Linked DNA regions of Mus musculus: region 1 is linked to region 2. A link is a contact called in public Hi-C data. All regions are on one chromosome and are shown on one strand. The core of a region is the stretch at or near the end of the contact, and the rest is flanking DNA. Distances in the headings are between cores, read along the strand shown.

The links. Hi-C and Micro-C count contacts between places; a contact is called where the count stands out from the background.
Region 1: a contact with region 2 is called in a Hi-C map of bone marrow-derived macrophages, with 21 read pairs. The contact joins two enhancer-like sites. A contact is called at or near these places in 5 of 39 promoter capture datasets (the C10 cell line, HPC-7-derived erythroid cells, embryonic stem cells and 2 more), 6 of 484 Hi-C or Micro-C datasets (the C10 cell line, the HPC-7 cell line, LSK cells and 3 more), 10 of 115 datasets of contacts at active chromatin or transcription factors (CD8 T cells, T-cell acute lymphoblastic leukemia, Th17 cells and 4 more) and 1 of 9 other capture datasets (embryonic stem cells).

The regions. Positions count from the first base shown.
Region 1 is chr6:134,056,788-134,063,125 of GRCm38.p6, forward strand. All of the region lies in intron 1 of Etv6 (ets variant 6), which reads left to right. Among named protein-coding and RNA genes, the nearest start is that of Etv6, 24 kb to the left of the region's middle. Within about 2 kb of position 2,919, at least 48 of the 459 cell types and tissues checked have an H3K27ac peak or open chromatin away from gene starts, as enhancers often do. A contact at or near this core is called in CD8 T cells, Th17 cells, bone marrow-derived macrophages and 2 more, where this site is marked.
Region 2 is chr6:134,363,957-134,370,312 of GRCm38.p6, forward strand. The region is part of intron 3 of 4933406J09Rik (RIKEN cDNA 4933406J09 gene); the gene reads right to left. Among named protein-coding and RNA genes, the nearest start is that of Bcl2l14, 29 kb to the right of the region's middle. Within about 2 kb of position 2,190, at least 125 of the 459 cell types and tissues checked have an H3K27ac peak or open chromatin away from gene starts, as enhancers often do. A contact at or near this core is called in CD8 T cells, Th17 cells, bone marrow-derived macrophages and 2 more, where this site is marked.

The sequences.
Region 1 (6,338 bases), core at 1,669-4,168, 310 kb before region 2:
TGGATGGAGACAGATGGAGGAAAGTCGCTCACTCCTCTCCTGCTTCAGCAGGCTCTCATTGTAGGAATGGAAACAGAGTGGGAGAGAAGAGTTAGGGATATGGCTTTTAGGATGTTCTAAAACCAAGGAAGATACAGTATAGTTCCCTTCGGTGAATGAGAAATAACCATTGAGAGACACTAAAATGACTAGGTGAACGATCCTACATAACAGGTGGCAATTCTGTAAGATTTACACATAGAATTTTGCCATGTAGGGTTTTAAAAACACTCCTTTTTGCGTCTGTTCATTTGCAATGAAGAACCACTATTGTTTTATTAAAACCATGCATAGCTGTGTGTGTGTGGGGGGGTGTTTCTGTGTGTCTGTGTGTCTGTCTGTTTTGGAGACAGATTCTCTCTATGTAGTTTTTCCTGTCTTAGAACGTAAGATAAGTTGTAGACCAGGCTGGCCTCAAGCTTACAGAGATCCTTCTGTCTCCCTGCCTCTTGAGTATTGGAATTAAAGCCATACACCACCAAACCTGGTACTACCTATATAGTATATATAATATATTAATAGGTATAAACTTTAATAGATACGTAGTAGATATATTAATAGATAGTTGGGTGGGCGAGAGATTTTGCTGTTTTTCCTTATCTGCCTGGCTCCTAAGCAGTGGTGGAACTAACTAAATCTGTAATTGTACTGTAGCTTTCTCTTTCATAGGAGAGGGATAGGTCTTTCCCCAGTTAGCATCTTAAGAGGAGATGGGGAGGAGCAAGCTGCTGATTTAGTAGGGCAATTACAACTAGCTTTCTGCAGCAACTCTGGAACAGAGGACTCATCAGCCTAGACTTGGGAGTCCAGAGCTGCTTGATCTGTTGGGGTAGGAAGCCAGGGTTCTAAGTCAGGCACGGAGATGTCTGCCTGTAGTTCTGTCATGCAGGAGGTGGGAGCAGGTGGCTGTTTGCAAGCTAGAGGGCAGGTCTAGTGGGTAGTCCCAGAACAGCCAGGCTGCAGAGTGAGACCCTGTTTGAAAAGAAGTTGGAGTTCCAGTTTAAATGTTTCTGAAGGGCATTATCTAGGAGGGGACCAGGGTGGCAGCCCAGTCCCCTCTTGGATCAGTCCTAAGCTTGCTGTAGTGTGCTTTGGGTTTCCTGCCCCAGGGGTGAAGACTTGTCTACAAGTAGTTTCCTGACATCTGCCTAATCAGTTCTGAGTATTTATAATTTACAAGATGATTATTACAATAACAGGATTTAGGCACTGGCAGCTGAGTTTTGAGGAATTTCAAACCAATGCCCAAACAGCTGAGTTAATTATGTGTGCAGGGTCCCATGACACAATTACTCTGTCCGAACCCACATTTTCTGATACGACCAGCTCAACGATCTGAGACACAGTAGTCTTTAGTTGGGATTTTGATTTCAGAATTATAGATCAGTTCAAACCATATTACCTTTCTTTTTCTTTCTTCCTCTTCCTTTTCTTCTTCTTCTTCCCTCTTCTCTTCCTCTTCATCCTCCCCCTGGCCCTGTCTCTTTTTGGAGGCAGGATCTAACTTTGTAGCCCAAGCTGGCTGGCTTCAAACATTCCTGCTTCAGCTTCCCAGCTATGGAGATTATAGGTCTACAAATCCTCTGACTCTTCTTGGTGACCTGATTGAGTGTCCCTGTGTTTCAGTTACTGGTTACAGTTCATGTAAACCACAAATCAGCAAGTTCCATGTGAAGTGGCTCAGTGTTTTCTTCTTTTAAACTTAAAAGATGGTGAAGGGGGAAATACAATGTTTATACAATAACACTCACTTTTCTGCCCTGGCACCTGCCAGGCTGTGGGCCATTCAAGGCTCATTTTAGGCTGACATATGAGTTCTGACCTCATGACTATGCTATTTGTCCCACTGATAAATGTGATCACGAGGCCTTTTAACAGCATATTCTGACTAAGGGAGTAAACCCACTTCCCACCAAACCGAATCACCCCTCAGTCCTATTAAGCAGGAAATGCCCTGAACGCCAGTATATGAAAATGCTTTTCCAGACGAGCCCAAACCATTTCATCCTCCAAATAAAATCTATCTGCTCGCACTTAGATTGTTCAGAGGCAGATGGTAAGCAATTGAAACGGAGAGGCAAGCTGGCAGAAGGAAAAATAAAACCACAAATATCTGTACATGAAGGTGATCTACACTCTTGCCAACCCCCCTTCAGCTTCGTTAGCACGACAGCAGAGCAGTTAAATAGCATGGGAACTCAGACTCATATGGCTAATACAATTGTCCTCTGTTAATGGGGTGAAACAAAGCCTGCGAATAATATACAGGGCTGTTCACCAGTATGCAGAGCTAAAGGAGTTGAAGACATTATTAGCAGGGGCGCCTATACGCTGTGCTCTCTGAGGCAGAGAGCTATCTTATTGACACCTCTGCTCCCCACCTCATTTTAATAGTGGGGTCACTGGTGTGAAGTGCTTGGTATTATCCAGGTACCAAGTCTTCCATAAAAGAGCCGTGCAACAGCATGCAGCTTCTGATTGGTAGCTCAGTATCCTCGGGTTGTGGAAAGGAAGGTGGTGACCAGCACATTAGAAAAGTCTAGAGGCATCACTGTGTGGGAAACTCTGCACTGAACGCCAGGAGTGACAGTGATTGCCACCTAACTTTTGTGGAAAGGCTACATAATGTGGAGGCCCCTAGGCCATCCCTCAGCCTTGTCACTGGGTGAGCTTCCAGACTCCGAAAATCCACCACTTGTTCTTCACCTTGAACTTGAGCATTCAGGGACAGAAAGGAAAAGGGCGAGCAGTTCAGTGGGGCTGGGCGTTTAGTTGCAGCAGAGCCATCTGTGGCCCGGTGGTGCCAAACTGTGGTGTTCTGAGGGTGTGTGAATGAGGGTGCCGATCCAGACTGCGGAAGGGGCAGCTCACAGAGCAGGTGGGTGTGCTGGAGGAGGAGGAGGGGATTTAGTGGCAGGATGTGAGATGAGTCGACTCTGCTCGGAACCAGTCTGGGGATGCCCACGAGGAAGAAAACGAGAAGGCTGCAGAGAGAGGGCCGGTGCAAGGGAGAATTGACTGCAGGCTGGAATTGAAGAAAGGTTTGGGTTTCCACAGGCAACCACTTTGGGGGAAATACACTCCAGTGGCTGAGCGGAGACTAGATGAGAGGGGAGGTGTGTGGGGTGGTGGTGGTGTCAGTTTTCAACTTGATTGAGTGAAGAGTCACCTGGAAAGAGACTTTCAGTGATCGATCACCTAGTGATCGATCAGGTTGAGAATGTCTCTGTCTTGATCATCTTAATTGGTGTTGGAAGATCCACCGTGAAAATGACCGGTACTGTTCCTGGGTTTTAGGCCCTGGACTGTGTAAGGGCAGAGAGAAAGCTAGCTGAGCACTAAGCACATGTGCATTCGTTGCCTCTCCATCCTCGAATGTGGTTGTGATGCAAGGACGATCCCAAGCCCCCGTTGCCATGGTTTCCCAGCATCCCGGGATTGTGAGCTAAAATAAACCCCTTCTCTCCTAAGTTGCTTTATGCCAGGGTATTTTGTCACAGCAACAAAAAGGAAACAAAAACGGGACGGGGGCATGGAAAGGAGAAGACTCATATATGTCTTATGTAGATTAAGGTGAGAGGACCCTTGGACTTCAGAAGGTCATTCAGAGTTCATATGTGAAATATCCTTGAAGTCGTGATTAAAGAAACGATGTTGGCTGGTAGATGCTTCCCTTCAGGAACCCCATCCCTCCAAATAGTATAGCTGTAAGTCCATAAACGCTGGTCACTTTGCTCGTAAGGGAGCGTGCCTCATTGGTACCTCTTACTATGTTTTCCTGGGGAACGGGGAGATAATGGGCCCGTGTTTGATCTTGGCTGATAATGCCAATGACTCATGTTAGAATAGATGGTTTCTTTACTGAGTTCCATCCAGGCTCAGTCCTAGTTTGGAGAGGATGATCTAAGGGAGTTTAAGGAACAGGCACCAGGGCTTAAGGGTCAGGACTTAGATGACTTGTGGAGTTAGCTCTAAGCAGCTATACTTCTGCTAGTGCTGGTCTGTGACAGACAGTTTTCCCTAGAGCAGTGTCTGCTCACGCAGTGCCTTTCTCTAAAGTACAGAGTGATGCCTATTGGACACCTCAGTCGTCCTGTACCTTAGGGACAGACAGACAGACTGCCCCAGCAAACAATGCACGGAATTCAGCTAACAATAAAGAACAGCCCGTGCGCGTGGCCAGATCGCTTGCTTCCTTCCTGTCCTGCCTGGGGTTTTGAGAAGTTCTTGCTTATGAATTCCACAGGCGATGGGACACAGCTTATAAACTGCCAGAGGATGTTCAGATGGATGTGGGGAGGAAGAGGGAAAGCAGAGACTCCGAGCCAGGGAGCAGATGGCCGGCCTGTGACCTACGAGGGGACGCTCTACCTCTGAAAGTTAAAATGCGACCGTTATTTCTTTTCCTGTGAAGTTTTCAGTAAGGGGTGCCCAGTCTCCAAGGTGGAAAATTCTAGAACTGATAACTTCCCTCAAGGGTCTACCACCCGAAGAGAACATAATGTGTCTCTTGCTCTGAGTCTATGCAGAAAGAACCTGAGAATTTTCTCTGCTCAGCCCCGCGTGTGACCCTTCCCAACTGTGCAGTGTGGTCAGAGCCTAGGGGATTTTGTAGGTTTGTTTTTGGTGTTTTCCCATCGTTCAGTCTTGAGTTTGAGAGACAGCTGTTTTCTGATCTTCTTTTCAAGGAAAGCTTGTTCTGTGGATGGGTTGGAAGGGACCTGGAGGAGTAGAGATGCCTGGCGCTTATGAGGCCTGTCTCTGAATCAACCGAATCCTTTCTTCCCTAAGGGAAGATAGAGCCTTGTTGATCACCTAGTGATGGTTATAGCCCCCAGTCATTGTTTCTTGAAGATACCTAATGTGCTGTGCTTTGGGTAGGCAGAGCTGGCCCTTCATCAGCTCACGGGACCAGCTAAGCCTCTATGTGTTTGTATTTGTAAGGAGTTGTGTTTGCAGCAGAAACAAACTGATCAGATCTCATTCTCTAACCTGCAAAAGTTTATTATCACAAGCAGGGTGAACAGTAAGGGGAAGGGGAAGATTGTGACTGTTTGGTTTATAGGTAGGGGTGTGTGTGTGTGTGTGTGTGTGTGTGTGTGTGTGTGTGTGTGTGTTTCCGAGGAACACTTGCTATGTGTCCATGTGGAGGCCAGAGGTAAATGTGGAGTCTCTTTCACTCCATCTTTTTTTTTTTGAAACAAGGTCTCTCACTAAACCGAGACTTGCTGTTTCAGCTAGACTGGCTAACCAGCGAGTCCGGAAGAGCTGCCCGTCTTCCCTTCCTAGTTCTGGGTCACAGGTGTGTACTACTATGTCCAGGTTTTCTGTCGATACTGGGGTTTTGAACTCAGGTCCCTTGCTTATGCAGTGGTCACTTTACTCATGGGACCATTTCCCCAGCCTCGAGACATTTTTTTTTTTTTAAGAAAATACTTTTATGGCCCTTGAACATATATAGAGCTCCCAAGTGTCACTGATTTCTGAATTGAAGACTTGTAGAGATCATCCCTTGCATTCTGTTACAAAGTTCAGAAGGAAAGGAAGGAAGGAAAAAGAAGGGGATCCTGATACTCCTTTAGTTTTGGTGATACACACATAAAGAATTGGGTGTCGCCAAGTGTGGGCTGTCTACACATGCCAATCCTTTTAAGCTTCATGATGTATTCTCTAGTTAGCTACTGTGTAGTGTCTGTATAGTATACAGCCAAAAGAGGTGTTAATTTAAAATAAGGCTTGGATTCCCCCCACCCCACAGAGTAGAAATAGTGATACACTACTGATATCCACACACCATTGAAGTCAAGTTCCAGGTCCGCATCTCAGTCTTTGCCTTATGTTTTCTTGCTGGCTCGTAGCCCCCCTGTTCATGTCACTTTCCCCATTAGTGGGGAATTCTGGATGATGCCTTTGGAGGTGACTGCATAATGTCATTGGATGGTGAGCTGTCCCATAAGGTAATGAGATGGCACAAGAATTTGACATCTTTTTCTCCGTCTAGTCTCAACAGAGAAGCGCCTCCATAACCCTTGGCATCATTGCATGCCAGACTGCTTGCACTGCGTTCATTCCTTCGCACACTCTGGTTCAAGCCCTGGCAAGGCTGCTTAGCCCCATACATTTCTACTCACCTCTCTGTCCTGCTTCTCATCGCTTTCCCTTGGACTGCCTTTGCCTGCGCCTGAAGTCTGCTATGAGAGGTACTGGCACCCCCTCTTTTTCCTGGCATTGAAAGTTGAACCGAGGACCTTCCTTACATATCCTGAGCAAGCTCCCTGCCACTGAGCAGTATCTCTAGT
Region 2 (6,356 bases), core at 940-3,439:
CTATAAGGACTCTACTAGAACCTAAGTTTATTAATAAAAACATAAAGGAGTCTGGGTAAGGTCACACATGCCTGTAATGGCAATGCTCAGAATGCTAAGGCAAGAAAAACATTAGTTCAAATCCAGCCTAGGCTATATAAAGACACTCTGGCTTGAAGGGTGCAGGGGAGGAAGAGAAAAGAAAGGGAGAGAGAGGGAGAAAAGGGGAAGAGAATGAGGAAGAAGGGGGAAGAAGAAGAAAAGGAAGGGGGAGAGTTACCAAGGAGGAGAGAAACATTTATTACTTATTATTTTAAGAACCCAACTTGAGGATTTCTTCCGTGAGTATAGGTAGATAGTAAGATTTGATTTAAGTGAGAAAAACGGATGCAATAACGGATCACAGAACGTGGCAACTGGCTGTTGGTTTGCCTCAGGACTCTGGGGTTGAGCTGGGTGGGCTGAGCTGAGGAAATGAGCTTCCTGAGTGGGAAGCAGCCCTGGAAATCTGAACAGATTGGCAAAGGCAAAAAATGCAGCACCCACCCTCATCATTGCCCTGAGGCGAACATCGTCCCATGATGCTCCCAGGATGACCTCGTTACCCACAGGACACTTGGACAGACTCCACCAATCACGAGCTGCCTGCAAAACCTCTCGGGCCTGGGCAGCGTCTAGGACTTGTGTGAGCCTCCCATAGATAAGTCTACTTATTCCCACGTAGAGCCTCAAGCCCAGAGGCTTGGCATCTGCAGCCACCCACTGCCCGTGACAAACCTAAAGTTACCCTTGCTCCTTCCCTTCCCTTTACCCCCTACTTCCGGCAGGCAGGTTGTGGCTGTTAACACAGTTTGGGAGACAGCAAAGCATGTCCTGACTCCTACCCACCCCAATCTCACATCCTTCCTAATTTCACCTGCTTTTACCACAGCTCCTTCTCAACTGATTCACCTCGTTAATCTTGAAATCTCATCTGAGACGTTTCCTCCTGCACCGGCTCTTCCTGGGCAGGGCTAAGAGGCTCTACCTCTGTGCATCTCTCTGTAATTACCAAAATCAGAGCATATAATTTTCTGTATGGTGGTGGTGGTGGTGGTGGTGGTGTGTGTGTGTGTGTGTGTGTGTGTGTGTGTGTGTGTGTGTGTGTGTGTGTGTGTTTTAACTTATTAATCTCTTCATTTAAATAGGAGGCTCTCTACACAGACTGTATGTCAATGTGCTTAAGACCCTTATAAAAATGTTGAGGCTGTGACTCAGTGGGTAAGAGCACTTTTGCTGCACAAGCAAGCATGCGAACCTGAGTTTGGATCCTTGGCACCCACCAAGAAGTTGGGCATGCATGGCTGCAGCAAGCCTAATGCTGTAGGTGAGGGGGATGGCTGGATCGCTGGGGCACAGCCTAGCTGAAGTGTTCTGAACTCCAGTGGGATTGCCTTCTTCAAGGGAATACTGTAAAGATGTTCTCCTCTGGCCTCTGCACATACACAGGCATGGGTACACACATGCACACACACACATGTGCATGCACTCATACAAATGCACTTACACATACACACGCATGTATACATGCATGTACACTCACATGCAAATGCTTGTGCTGGTTTCTAAGGGGGACCTGGTCAGGACTGTTTCCTAAGTTCCCAACCATGGGCAGCCAGGCATTGGCACCAGTGAGCAGACTGCTGTTTCTTCAGAGATGTGGGGTGGTTTTGTGTCCTGTGGCACAGGAAAGTGCTCCATTGGCTTTGATGCTTGTTCCACTTTGGTGTATCAGGTAAAAGTCTCTGTGGGGAGCAGGCATGTGCTTGAGAAAGAGCTCGCACTGAGGACCACCAGAATCATGCTCTCATCTCACAGCTACTTCCAACACAAAGTCCCACCACCACTGGTGCCTACAGCCTGGGGCATGTGACACCTGTGTGCAACTCTGTCCTTTCAGGAACACGTTGAAGTCACCCATGCCTTCCCTCTCATGGAGAAAAGTGCAAACTTGGAAAGACACATTTCCTTTGCAGCAATCTGTAGCTCTCCTGAGATCTCCAAAGCAGTGTCTAGATAGACAAACTGAGGTTCCAAGAGATCACAGTCACTTCAGATCCTCCCCAGAGCAAGCTAGAGCAGAAATCAAGAGGTGACTTGACTCACAGGTCCAGCTGGCCTCGTGGTGAACATCAGCTGACCCTGTAGCTCCTGCCCATTTCGGTGACAGAGCAGGCCCATGGCATCACTGCCTCCTAGTGTTGACAGGGCCAAGAATCCATGTGGTCAGACCAGAGGTGGCCAGAAGAGAAAGGATAATTTGTAACCCAGCGACTTTTTTTTTCATTATGATATCGTGTCATTTCTTGCCAGAAGAAGGGGGAATTTCTCAGAGAAATCCATCACCCTGGTAAATATGGGAAGACAGGGGTCTTTGCCAGCAATGCAGTGTCTGATGCACCCACACCCTCCAGCAGGGCTCCCATGTAAGCTTCTCAATGTCCTCAGACCCCCCAGTAGGTGGGGCAAAGCCTGGGCAGGGATTGCTCAGAGTGTTTGTTGTTGTCCTTGTCACCCTTGTTACCAGGGATTTACCTAGAAGCTACACAGAAAACCCCCTTATTTCTAACACGACAAACAGGAAAGCATCCAGTGACAGAGGTTAACTGCTTTGCTAACCCGAATGCATAGGCCCTGGTCATGGCTTGCCGTGTCCAACATTAGCTTTAAGAGTCACGGAGCATCTTGGCAGGGGTTGACAAGGCTTCAGGTGACTGCCCTCCTTCCCACAGCCGGCAGGATTTTTGTTCCAAGTCTCAGCTGGCCAGGTGGCTTCCAGCACTCAGCCACCCCAGGCTGAGTCTGTGGTTCCCTTTGCCTGGGACACAGGCATCCCAGCTCATTTCCTTCCTGCCTGTCCCCACATGCAACGGCTCCTGAGAAAGAGGAACCAAATACCATCCGTTTCACCCCTATCAATGGCCAACAAGGTTGTTCCCATCCAGGACATAAGGTCTTGACTACCCTCTTGACACCCCTACTGCACCCCCAACAGTGAAGCAAGCAGGCTGGAGGGAAATGCGCTGCCATCAGCCCAACAATCAGGAAAAGAGGTGATGTGCCTTTAAGATGAAGGTGGTGGGCAGCCATCCATCTTCCCCAAACACAGACTTGCCTTGTTCTTCCATTTCTGGATGAGTGATAAAAAACGTTAAATGTCACTTCCTGTATCAGTGGTTAACCACTAGATGCTGGATCAGAGATTTACCAGAAGTGAAGTTAAGGAAGAAAAAAAAAAAAAAAGAAAGAAGAAAAAAAAAAAACCCTGCTGTTTTCAATAACCCTTTCTGGTGCCCTGTGGGAACTGTTTAACCTTTAGAGAGACATGAGGGGTTGCTAAATCTGGCTCGAGGACTTAGATTGGCCAAAGGCTTTCTTGTGCTTTCTCTGGGAGGCAAGGAGAGAGGTGTGCTGGGTACAGGGGTCTGGGAGGCAAGGAGAGAGGTGTGCTGGGTACAGGGGTCTGGGTAGGGGAAACCCAAGGCACAGGAACCGAATCCCCCACGCGCCTTCTCAGCCTGACTCGATTTCAGGATACAGACAACCATTTGGTTTCAATGACCTGAGGTTTCTTAAGAGAAAAAGCAGCCTTCCCTGAAGCAATGTCCTTGGCTTCCTGCAGTGTGCCCTACAATGACAGGAAAGGGAGGAGGGGTACTCCCCAGGAACTTCTATTTAGAAGTGGCTGTGGTCTGAGGGCTGGAAAGGCCAGACTGATGCTTTGCTGGGTGTTCTTCATTCATTCCTTCAATCGAGTTATTGAGTTTTCAAAGTGAAGTGAAGGGTCCCTGAACTCCAAGAGAAGCGGCTGTAGCTACTGCAGCCGCCACATTGCTGAGGCCATTGCTCTGCCATGCCCAGATGCCCCGGAGCGACCTTGGTCTCCTTCCCTCTGCTGTGAAGTCCCCAAACACTTCTTACTCACTGTGCATCAACTTAAGAGCTGCTCTCTGATCCAGCCACTGTGGTTCTGCTGATGAGCTAGCCATTTTCTTGCTGCTGGGAGAACATACCTTACAGAGGGTGGAAGGGATCTCTTCTGCCTCATGCTTTTGGTTTTAGAGGTGGCTGGGGACAGTAGGAGGGCATTATGGACCAGCTGAAGCTTTGCAGAGGAAGCAGAGATAAGGAACCCCTGAGCTAACTGCCTGGCTCCCCTTCCCTCTGCCACTCTATCAGCCGCTAACTTACTTATAGGAGAGTGCTGCCCTCGGACAGGGCAAGTCTTTTCCCCCTTAGTTAAGCCTCTTGGGAGACACTCTCAGGCGTCCCCAGAGGCATGCTTTAATAATTGTCTAGATGCATCTGGAACGTTCTGTGGGTACCAAGCGCCCGAGCACCTCACACTCCTGAAGGATAATTAACAACTCTGTTTTGCCTGGAACTGATGGCGATTGTATTGATTAACCATGGCTCCGCATTAAAACAAAGCATTTCCCGGGAAAATGTAAATGAGTTAGCCACATTCACAGATACAGTGGTGTGCAGAAAGATACATAGACATTCTATGTCAAAACTGTGGCCAGAGGTGCATAGGAGACCCAGCCAGGCTGGAGTGAAGAGCCTGTGACATGGTGTGAGCATTCCTCGGGGAGAACGAAGCTCACCACTGCCCTCCGGTCATCCTGGCTCTCACCTTGAAGTCATCTGAGTCAATAGCTGTCAGGAAATCTGAAATCAAAGTCAGAACAGGAAAGGAAACATGTCCTGCTATGTCTCTCGTGGGCCTCTGAAGCTGTAGCTTGTGATTTCACTCTCAATCTCAGACAATGGCACTGTCAGCCCCCAGTGAGAGAGAGAGAGAGAGGGAGGGAGCACTGAGAGCTGGCCTCCACTCCTGCCTCAGGGCTACCTTGCTGACACACCTCGGCTTTCCTGTCCTCTGTCCTCTCCCACAGCTTCTGCCTGCCTTAGCTTCTCACCATCCCTCAACTGCCTCTACCTTCAAAGCTTCCATCCTCCCAGCCTCTGTCCTCTGCTCCCTGACTTGCCTTAAAACAAATCCAATAAGCATTTGTTGTGCCTCCAAGGTCAGGAGAATGCCGTAGATACCGTGCCTAGGTTTCACGCCACGCTGAACGTGTGGCATGGAGCCCTGCCTGTTAGAGCAGGTCAATGCCATATCTTATGAAGCCTCCCTTACCTCCTGGTTCATCCTGTGCTCCATCCCTCCTCTCATTGATATGACTACTGTTTTATTTCCTTCTCTTATCTAGCACCAAGCTCCTAGTGTGCTTCTTCTCTTGTTTGCCCCAGAGTCAATCCCAGACCTTTACAGGTACAAGCCATGAAATAAATATAGAAAGCCAACATGGAGCCTGAACGAAAATATATTGGGTGGATGCTATAGTATTCCACCATCCTGTAGCCATCTGAACAAATAAAATTCAAAGGCTAAGCTAGAGGTGTAGTTCAATGGCCGAGCACTTATCTAACATGTGTGAGGCCCTGGGCTTTGGTGGAGAGAGAAAGAATAACTCACTCTACAACCCAAGCTGGGCTTGAATTTATAGCAATCTGTAGCAAAACTGTGAAAGGCAGACTAGTTTCTGGTTGAGCTAGGTTTAAAACATCGGTGACCCCCGCAAGTGATCCTGCAAGGAACAGTAGGAATTTTGCCACACTCCTAGCACCAGGCCCCTGACACAAGGCCTCAGCTCTCCATAATTCTGTGGCCATCAGTCACATAAAGGAAATACCCCAAACCCCTCCACAGGTAGAGGATGTGACCACAGATCATGTAGCCTCAAGACAGATCTCCATTTGAATGAGGTACCTAAAGGCCTGAAGGCCTTAGCCAATTAAGCTCTCCTTCGCAGACACTCCTCTCTGCAAAATGTATTTAACCTCAGGCCCACCCGCCCTGAAAAAGTGGGGTATCACCACTCTCCACCATGACAGTAAATGTCTTAAAACCATGCACTGTCTCTTTCCATCGGGATCTGCTGTGGGGAGCAATGTAGCAGGTCTTTGACTAAAGAGCCGAGTCCAATCTCTCTCAGGAAGATTCTTAGACATGACCCCCACCAAGCTAAGCCACCCGCTGAACAAGCCAAGGACACTCATCCCTGTGGGACCCAGCCAGAGCTCTCTCCTCCGCCCTCATTCCCCTTTGGCCCAGGATAGATCCAGCCTGTGAGCCCCCACTCCATTCTCAACTCTTCTGCGGCATCCAGCGGCATCTGGGGTGCCCAAAAGTCTGAGAACCTGCCATCCCCAGTCTCCATGCAGGTCCGGGGACCCCGGAGCTGACTCCAGCAGTCCCTGGGGACCTCAGACCTACTTCCCCACCTTTGGAGCCAAGACCTGTGGCTTCTCATAGCTCAACACCCGCCTGG